2 separate regions of the Triticum aestivum genome follow, and region 2 is linked to region 1. A link is a contact called in public Hi-C data. All regions are on one chromosome and are shown on one strand. Each heading gives the region's core, a stretch centred on a gene start, on an enhancer-like site or on the middle of the called end of the contact. The rest is flanking DNA. Distances are from core to core; before and after follow the strand shown.

Region 1 (4,781 bases), core at 465-2,964:
ACCGGGCCAAATCTTTTTCTTCGGCAACGTCGCTCCTTTCTCTGACTCGACCAATCATCTAGGTCAGGTCGAGACCTTTGCTCCAGGCTGGGTTGTCAGATTCAGCAACATAGAGTACACCGCGTACTCACGCGGACGTGGAGAGCTAGTCTTCTCAAGCCGAGTGTCAAACTAGATTGAGGAGCGGCAAGAAGCACCTGTCCTCACGTCGATGTTGATCCAGGCTCAGGACAAGTGTGAGGATCTCTCGTCGGATCTGAACATAAGTCAAGATCTTATGACACACCCTGAAAAGCTAGACAACGGATCTGGCCCCATGTGAAGAGCCCGGATCCAGGTCAGATCGAATCTTAGGAAAACTCCCCTGACACCGATGTCAGATCGATCCCTAGAAGAATGCGAGAAATCCCTCCTGAGATGTTAGATCGGATTTAGAGGCTCACAATATCAGATGACCAGCATTCAGTCCATGATCGGATCTGGGAGTCACGTGGAAAGGTCGGATTATTTTGACCAACCCACCTTGTCGCTAATGATGAAGATCTGACCGAGGTCCTCACGAGCGGCTCAGACAAGGTTGACGACATGGACGAGGAGGTCTGTGAGTCTTCGGGCAGCCTACCGACGGCCACCACACCCACTGGCAAGTGGACATCAACCTCCACATACGTCATCTATATGGTAGATACTCCACACAACCCGGGGGCAATACAAACGACGGCGGAGGCGGTGACGGCAACGACAGTAACAACGAGAATAATAACAACAAGGGCAATATTGCCAATCCCAATGACAATGCTGAAGAACCGGACAACAACCTCGGTGCCGAGGACATTGGCATCCCAAAGAGTCGCTTAACAGCCCCAACCACGACGCGTTGAGGTAAGGTTGGTCCGCATGTCCAACAAGATAACAAACGAGAAGTGAAGACTTTCGGAAGAGCAAGAGTATATGGGCGACCGCTGGAACGAGCTCTTCCAAGCCTAGGAAGTGTTCAAGGCCAAGTTGAAGCAGACGACGAACAATAAAGCACCACCTAGCTACTACAAGAACCTGATGAAAGACCTCGATGCCACCGCCGACGAAAGTGCAACATCCCAGCGCCAGTGGGCCAAATTGCACAAGCATGCCGAAAACCGACCTCCCCCTAACGGTTGAAGGCATGGTACAAGCATGCACGCCCCAAGGCGTCGGACCGACGACGCAATAGAAATGCCCCATCAGTTGGCATGGGTGGTTCAAGCAGATGCCCTTCCCCACCCGAGGTCCCAGCTTCTCGGACCATCTATCAGGCCAAATACTGTGATCAGTGAGACTGCACCAAGTACGGGGATGTGGGCAATTCTGATGTGCGTCACATCATCGCCCCGTACCCGAGGTGTTTCACAGATGAAGTCATTGAACATAAATTCCCACCAGGCTTCAAAATTGTGAATGTCCAAAAATACAACGGGTTGACTGACCCCTCGGTCTTGATTAAGGATTACCAGCATGTTTGATTTTCATCCCGGAGAAAAAGTGCCTGGCCTGAACGGTGCAACACTCCCCACACACAAAATGAGACCACATATATTCTCAAGAAAACGAGACTGCATAAAAGAATCCACCAAAACTAGAAGGACAAGCAGAAAAAAAACAGGATTATAATTATAAACGCAGTTGTGTGGAACCAGTGGAGAAAGGGAGGGGCAGCAAGAGAACAATTAGAGGGGCAGAACAGTCCATTCGCAGAGCCCATGAACTAGGCTTTGCCACCCCACCCCGGCACCCCCCACCAGTTTTTCTCAAGATAAAAAACCAAATCCATTAGCCCTGCGTTAGAGCAGCAGCAGCAGAAGCAGGCACCACCAAACTCAGCTCGCTCCGCAAGAAAGACACTCTCACCAGCGGCGGCCGGGCGGCGGATCGACGCCAAGAAACTCAAGCGTTGTGCTTGATCGCATCCACCCAACTCACAACTTTTGTGAGGTAATTATAAGCCCCTGCCAGTTCTTCTTTTCCCCCTTCAAACAAGGTTTGGATTTTTGTTCTCTGTCTATCGTGAGTTCAGCAGGCAAGCTCGACGCCGCCGCGCATTTTTCCCGTCCAATAAGAGATGAAATGGTGTATTATTGAAGTGTTTATTTCTACGCTACTCCGACAATGAGTTGGAGGAGTGTATCCAGTAGTGGTGGTGGTTCGGTGGGAATGTTTCTTGGTGTTGGTTTGGTCGTTTCCCCTGTCCTAAAAAGCTGCCTTTTCTTCTGCGCTTTTCTGTTGGTTTCTGCCAACCAAGGCCTTTCTTTCCTCCCATCACTGGTTCCCTCCCTTCCACCTCCGTCTGATGAGAAGCAGAGGAAGAGGCGGCGTATTCTCCTCGCCGGGTCCACTGTCTAGGGCCGTCGAGATCGGACGGAGCCTTCCTCTTCCCCCTCCGCCGCCAGGCGTCTCCTTCCGCAGCCCCGCGCAACAAAGATCTTCGTCGCCCTCCGCTGATTCATTTCTTTTGCTGGTGACGGATCCCTAACTCGTTTCGATTGATTTATTCCATGCAGCCGATCTAATCCCAACGTTTAGTCTGTCCCCAATACACCCATTTTTTCTGTCGCGGATTTGTTTGCAGTTTATTTTCTAAAAGATTTTTCTAAGGGTTCTGTTGATCATCCTTTCCCTTTGTTAGGCACTACTGAACTGAACTTGCGTTCTTTGTTAACTGAAAGTAAATTGCAAATTATTCTCTTTCTTTTTTCTGTAGCACGAGGTAAAGTGTGATTTTTTGTTGAGACATGTGCCATTATTTGTCAATCCCGGTATTACAGTTTTTGTGGTATTTTTTATACGAGAAACTTCATAATCCTATGTTCCATTTTCCTATTTCGGATTTATTATAAGGTCTTTCCTCCTTAGCCAAAATTTACCTAGAAAAATCAGATTATGTCAATTTCTTTATGCACATTTCGATCTTGCTGCCAACCAAGAGGAGAAGCAACCCCTCCAAACCAGTGGTCTACGGATTGCAATTCTATAACCACTGTTTGACTGCCTACATGTGCCACACCCTTAAATTATTCTCATCTTGCAACCTGTCTGTGCCATTCATGTTGCTTGCTTGTGATTTTAACCAAGATAAGATTCCTCCCCTCACTGGTGCTTGTTCCCATGGTCTCCCAACATTGCATCACCGATTATTCCCGCTGTCCCCTCACCTCAAGATGCTGCCCTTGTGCTCTGCAGGTGCTGCCCCTTACTCCTCTCCTTGTGTGATCCAGCTTGGACGAGGAGGAGTCCTTGTTGCCGTTGTGCTCTCCCGGACCCAGATCTTGATGCAACTGCCGGCTAGTTTACTCATCTAGAGGGAGGGAGGTCTGCTTGGGCTCTTGACCTGATTTGATTTGGTGGGGGCTCTGCCGCGGTTCAAAGGGGGACAGTTGGGCGTGGATCTTTATCACCAGTTGTTGGTGTTGTCCTTTCAATGGTGGCCACCGGTTTGGTACTTTGTTGATGGGTCAAGTGTTGTGGGTTTGTTAAGGCGTTCCTTCTTGGCTCCCATTCGGTGGTGACTGGTGAGGTAGGGGAAAGTAGAAGAGCTAGAGAGAAAGCAAAAAGGGGAGGAGATTTGCAGGCTGTTTCTCGGTGTGGCACAATGAAGCATATGAAGCTTGGTTCCAAGCCGGATGTCTTTCAGACAGAGGGCAGCAATATCAGGTTAGTTGATTTGCTTCTGTTCTTCCTCAGAGTTTCTTCAGATTCTGTTGACATTTTTACTTCATCTAGTCCTTGCTCTCCAGTTTAGTACCAGTCCTGTTGGACGACGGCAACAATTTTGTGGTTGGGATTGTGAGATCTGTTCGCTTGAGAGAGATTTGGCTTTAGTATGCGTCTTCGTTCTGCAAATTTGCCAGAATAGAGGGGATCGTGTTTTGGTTGTTTCTTGAAATAAATTCCAAGTAAAGAAGTCGCTAAAGGGGGCCAATCATACTGGTTACTGGTCATATGCGATCAGCAATTAATTAGCTCTGTGGTGGGGAATACTGGCCTTGATCTGTAGTTTCCTGGGCTCCATTTCGTAAACAGGAAGAAAAGGATGTGAGCATGCTCCATCGGTGCCATTTCTTTGATTTCAGTTACTAGTATGAGTTTGGGAATCTGCGCAAAACGTCCAATCATTGTGAAGTATTGACATTACTGTTACAAATTTACACTATGAAACCTTTTATATTTGGGTAAAACTAGATAGGTATATATCTATATAATATGTACAGCTATTATATTCGTGTCATGTTTAGCAACTAAATTTTAAAAGATTTACCATGCGGATTGGATTGCTTTCTCATTATAACAATGTTCACAAAATTGGTTGCCTAGCATGCCTCCTAAGTCCTAGCTGTGATGCATCGTATCTTGACATTCGGATGGCTAACTATCCAACTGATGTTCTTTATAGGTTAATTTTTCCTTAATTCCTGCTAGTGGCATATGTTCTTAAGCTCCTCTGTACTTTGAGGGCATGTGCAGATTTAATGATTGCAATGCTTTTCTTAGTTTGTTTAGTGTTCATTTTTAATAATTGAGCTAGTTATTGACCTTGTGGTCCATCTTGTAGATTGAATTCTTGGAGCTCAATTAAGTTCTCTTTGCCTTGCTATGTACTCCCTCTGTAAACTAATATAAGAGCGTTTAGATAACTAAAATAGTGATCTAAATGCTCTTATATTAGTTTACGGAGGGAGTACAATTTATTTAATCATTGGTCCTGCGCCAGTTCAATTAGTTATATTACTTGTCATACGCAATACTACTAG
Region 2 (5,027 bases), core at 972-3,471, 220 kb after region 1:
GCTGAACTACGGTTGCCATGTCGGACAACTGCAGTTGCCATGGTTGCTCAACTACAATTGCCATGTATGGTCTGATCTAATGTAGTTGCCATGATTTCATAATTTTAGGAGTTGCCACATACTAACACTAGGCAGTTGAGAGAGTTGCCATGTGCTCACAGGCATGCTAGGGCCGTTTCCATGTAAAAAGGAAGAGTTGCCATCTGCTTACGTGCACGTTTGGGCAGTTGCCATGTACATGCACGTTAGGACAGTTGCCATGTACCATGCAAAAACATATGGCAACTCGATAAAAGAGAGTTGTCATCTGCTTACGTGCACACTAGGCAGTTGCCGTGTACCCTGCAAAACACATGGCAAACTCGGGTAAAAAAACGAGAGTTGCCATCTGCTTATAAAGCACACTAGGGGCAGTTGCCATGTGCACTGCAAAACACATGGCAACTAGCAGCTTGGGTGTGGGAGAGGAGACAGACGTGTAAGCGAGATGGCAAATGCCGACACACTAGCCCTTGTGTGTGCGTGTAAAGTGGCGCGTGGGCGAACTGCTGAACGCCCACACAGCAGCCCCTCATATGTGGTGAAACGGCCGTGTGGGCGACCGGCTGAACGCCCACACACCATGCCAGTCCTACGTGGCACTAGAAACATGCCAAGATTCGTGCGCTCACGAATGGACGCGGATCCACACGTGTGGGCGAGATGCAAACGCCCACTCGTGTGGGCGTTAACATTTCCGTAAATCTAATAAACCTGATTTGAAGTTGTAGATCTGATCCTTTTCACAAAAAAGTAGATGTTGGTATATTTATCAATAGATTTGATCAAACTTAAAGATGCTTGACTTAGGTAAAACTTAAAAATATTGAAACGGAGGGAGTAATTAACACCAAATTTGGTAAATTGGGAACCAATCAACTGTGCAAACGCTTAAAAACACAGGGGAATTTTTCACGAATTAATTTATAGGGAAGAAATTATGACATGAAGCAGATGAGAGCCAGGTCAAAGGAGCTCCACATCACCACATCGCTGTCGACGGCATCGGCGTTCGGCGACGAGATCACCGCCTCCGGCGAACAGCTCGCTACCTCAGACGACGAGCTGCTGTTGCTGCTCGAGCTTTCCTCGTGGCCTCCCTCAACGCAATCTACCACCGCTTCTTGATTTTGTTCCTGCCGCTTCCTCATGCACGCATCCCTGAGACCGGAGAGCGCCAGCCCGTGGCCGACGGCGCCGGAGTTGCCTAGGCGCAGGCGGAGGCACTCGGGCACGCCGCTGAGCGCGTAGAGCGAGGCAGAGATCTTCCGCTCGTACTTCATTCTCTTCATCACCTCGTGGATTGCCGCCGAGTTCTCGTTCTCGCCACCGCCGTACTCCGAAGCCTCTGCCTCCGCCTCCACCGCCCCGCCGATCTCCGCCGCCATCATCTCGAACGGTGCGAAAAGCCCCGCGTCGCCGACGTCCCCTGGGGGAGACGGGTGCGCGTCCATGAACCCGAAGTCCAGAGGCGCTTCTTCCTCCTCCTCGGACACATCCTCTTCCTCATCATCCGCGTCTCGAGGGCAATGGAAGTCCTCCTCGTATTTCACGACGCCATGCTCGTCGACGTTCGAGTCGTAGCTGAGGAAGTCGTCGACGTGGAAGTTGCCGGCGCCGTACTCCTCTTGGTCTTGCTGCTGCTGCCCAAGTGCTTCTTGCGCAGTGGCACTTGCACTAATGTGGTGTTCGTCGCTGATGCTGCGCGCTCTCTTGAGGCGGAGGAGGAGGAGGTTGGTGACCTTGGAGGGGAGAGCCGATGGCGGCGGCGTGTGGTGGTGGAGGTGGCCATGGTTCTCGGCCAACCCTGCCCCGCCGTGGCCGTCCGAGGCGGCCGCGGGGGCGGCTGCGCGGGGCCAGAAGTTGGTGCGGGTGTTGGCGCCGCGGAGGAGGCACGCGGCCTCGTCGTAGGCGCGGGCAGCCTCCTCGGCGGTGTCGAAGGTGCCGAGCCACACCCGGATCTTCTGGATGGTGTCCTTGATCTCCGCCACCCACCGCCCCGACGGCCGCTGCCGGACGCCCACGAAGCGCTTCCGAGCCCGCTGTGCAGCCGCCGCGGCGCCGACCGTCGCTGCCCATGGTTCCGGCCCTGTCGCCGTCGTGACGCTGGCGGTGTCGGGCTGGTGGTGGTCGTCCGCGGCGAGGTCAGCCTCTGTGGGGGACAACTTGCGCTTCATCGCCATGTATGGAAAAATTAAGGTTTGCTGGTTCCTGGTTGCCGATCTGCTGCTGTGGTTCGCTAGTATAGGTGCGAGGCTGCTACATTTGAGGTATTTATAAGGTGGAGTCTGTCAGGAGTGTGAGCTAATGAAGAAGGGAGGGCAGGAGAAATTGCTTCATGCTAATTTGGATTGTTTGGGTGCTGTACAAATGGAAGGCGGTTGAGGACAGTTTTGGCTTGACCAAGTTTTCAGTATCTGGGAGGCCGGTAGGAGTGAACGAGAACACGTATTTGCTTAGAAAAACAGATTTTACTCGTACGTGCAAGACCTCGTCTCTCTATGTCGTAGAGGGCACCTTGAAGTTGGCTCTGAGAATGTGAAGGATAATGAAGTACTCCCTCCGTCCCATAATGTAAAACGTTTTCTGATATTAATAAGAGTAGCTCGGATCCAAGTTTTATCATCGTAAATATGGTCGCAAAATAGGTGAGTAGACAACTTGCTACACGCTGGAAATTGATTAAATTTTGCTGGAAATTGATTAAATTTAGGGACGCAAAATAGGTGAGTAAAACAACCTGCTACACACTGGAAATTGATTAAAGTCGTGAAACGGTTTCCTACAGACAGACCCTCGCATCGCTCCTCGGGAGCGGCTCGGGCGGAACCCCCAGCAGCCACCCCCGCCGGCCCCTCCACCCCGTCCCTCCCCTGCCGCCGCCGGCACACGTCGCCGGGCAAAGGCCCGGCGGCGGCGGACTTCGTTCCTCGCGTGGTGTGGGGCTCTCGCGTTCCTTCGTTCTGCTCGTTCGGTGGTGCGTGCGCAACGACCTTGGCTGCTCCTGGCGTGCTCTGGCTCGCGCGGGCAGTGGGCTTCGTGGTCGTCCTGGACCCCTCTGGATGCGGGATGGGCCGGCGGCGCGGGCCTCTGTGCGGCACGGGGGGTGGACCTAGGTGGCGGTGTTCCATCGGGCTCGCCCCCCGACCAGCTGCCGCTCGGGGGTGCTGCGGCGTGCGCGGCTAGATCCGGCCGGGTCCGGCCCGGATCAGTTGGGGGCCGCCCCGTCCCTGCGCCATTGCTGCAGATCTGACGCCGCTGCTGCAGATCTGGCTTCCCCCACTGGCTTTGCGTGCGGGCAGTTTTGGGTGGTGCTTGCTGGTGGCCGGGAGCTTCCCGGTGTGGTATTGGTCGGCGAGGTGCCGGGCGACGCCGTTGGCCAACTCTTCTCCTGTCTCTTGACCGGTTGCGATTGCGCTGGTCGACGGTTCCTTGGTGTGCAGATGGCTGCCATGGATGTGGCTTGCTCTCCACGCGGGGTGCCGCCGGGGGCGGTTGGGAGGGTCTCCTTGTCCTCATGTCGGCTTGGGTGGGCGCTTGTCCGTCGAGTTACGTGAGGTTCATGGCTTCGCTGTGGCGGCCATGGATGCGGCTTCCTCCCACCTGGGAGGGCCGTGGCTTGGGGGTGGCTGTCTTTCCCTTTCTGAAGGGCTTCATCCTCATTGGTGTTCTTGTGGTTCGTGCTCGAGTGCTTCTTTCGTGTGTCTCTGCTAGGCGGTGCCCAGCGGCCTCTCCGGTGGCACATAGGTGCGGTGGCGCCGTCTCGGCCTCACATGCCCTTTCGACCATGCCCCACGACACAGGTGGTGTTGTGGCATTGTGCGGTCTCGGATGTGCGGTGCCTTTCGATTTGCATCGACGGTGCAGTGTCTTGGTTTGGTCTCCTAGGTGATGCCCTTCGACTACGCCGGTGGTGCATAGGTGCCGTGGCGTCGGCCTCGCGTGTCCTTTCGAATGTACCCCACAACACAGGTGGTGTCGCGGTGTTGTGCAGTCTCGGTGCGCGGTGTCTTTCGATTGCGTCGACGGTGCAGTGTCGTGGCATGGTCTTGGCTGGCCCATGCCGTTCGATTACACTGGGTGGTGCTTTTGTTTTGTTGTGTGGTGTTTCCCTCTTAGCTTCTCCATGTCATGTGTGTTTTGGCGTGAGGGTTTCTTTTGCTTTATTTCTTCTCCTTGTGCCCCCCTGTATCTCTGGTTCACTTGAACCCATCTTGCATCAGGTTGCAAAGCTCTATAGGCAACAATGAATACAATTCAGGTGGGGGAGTCCCCCTCCCCCCTGAAAATTCAAAAAAAAGATTAAATTTAAGGATGGGCTGCCAGTCGCCTGAAATCCCAAATTGGGTCAGTTGAATCATTCTCTGCCCTGGTCTCCGATCCAACGACAGCCAGCCATCTCCTTTCTCCAACCGTTTTCTGAAAAACAGATCACACAACTACATGTCTTCTTCTTTCTCCCGGCGTCATCTTCCTCAACCACCCCCACGGACCACCAGGTGGATCGCCACCCTAAGATAGACCTAGAGGCCTTCTCCATGAGCTCCTTCACTCTCTTCAGTGAGGTCCTTCCTTCCCTCCGGCAAGGTCCTTATTTCCGAGGTGCTCTTCCTTCAAAAATTGACTGACCAAAATTGCAAATTTAGACGACTTGCATCTAGCTATTGTGTTAAATTTATGTCCACCGTAAAATCTGTTATTTACACCCAAGTTTTACGACATGTGCATTAAATACAGACAATTCACTAAAAAAAACCACAAATAACCATTTTTTCTCAACTTTCCCAAACCCGTGGACATAAATTTTGCTAAGTTAGAAGTATTGGTATCATTAGTTGGAAAATGCGGTAGGCGTAAGTGAGACAGTGGGCCTTCACCTACCGCCCTAGGCGCATCCTAGATTGACATACAATTTTGGCTATCAGGATGTATTTGGTGTGTTACATGATTTTGATGTAGATCATATAGATGAGTAAACAACCAACTAC

What was found. A called contact is a pair of places that touch in the nucleus more often than the background predicts.
Region 2: a Hi-C map of leaf shows a contact between it and region 1, with 5 times the contacts expected there. The contact joins the promoter of LOC123082261 here to the promoter of LOC123086841 in region 1. A contact is called at or near these places in 2 of 5 Hi-C or Micro-C datasets (leaf and an unstated tissue).

The regions. Positions count from the first base shown.
Region 1 is chr4A:543,863,889-543,868,669 of IWGSC CS RefSeq v2.1, forward strand. LOC123086841 (BTB/POZ domain-containing protein NPY4) reads left to right here and starts at 1,715. Exons shown (of 5, transcript XM_044508660.1): 1 at 1,715-1,968; 2 at 3,214-3,684. The coding sequence starts at 3,623.
Region 2 is chr4A:544,084,193-544,089,219 of IWGSC CS RefSeq v2.1, forward strand. LOC123082261 reads right to left here and starts at 2,222. Exons shown (of 1, transcript XM_044504631.1): 1 at 978-2,222. The coding sequence starts at 2,222. The coding sequence ends at 978.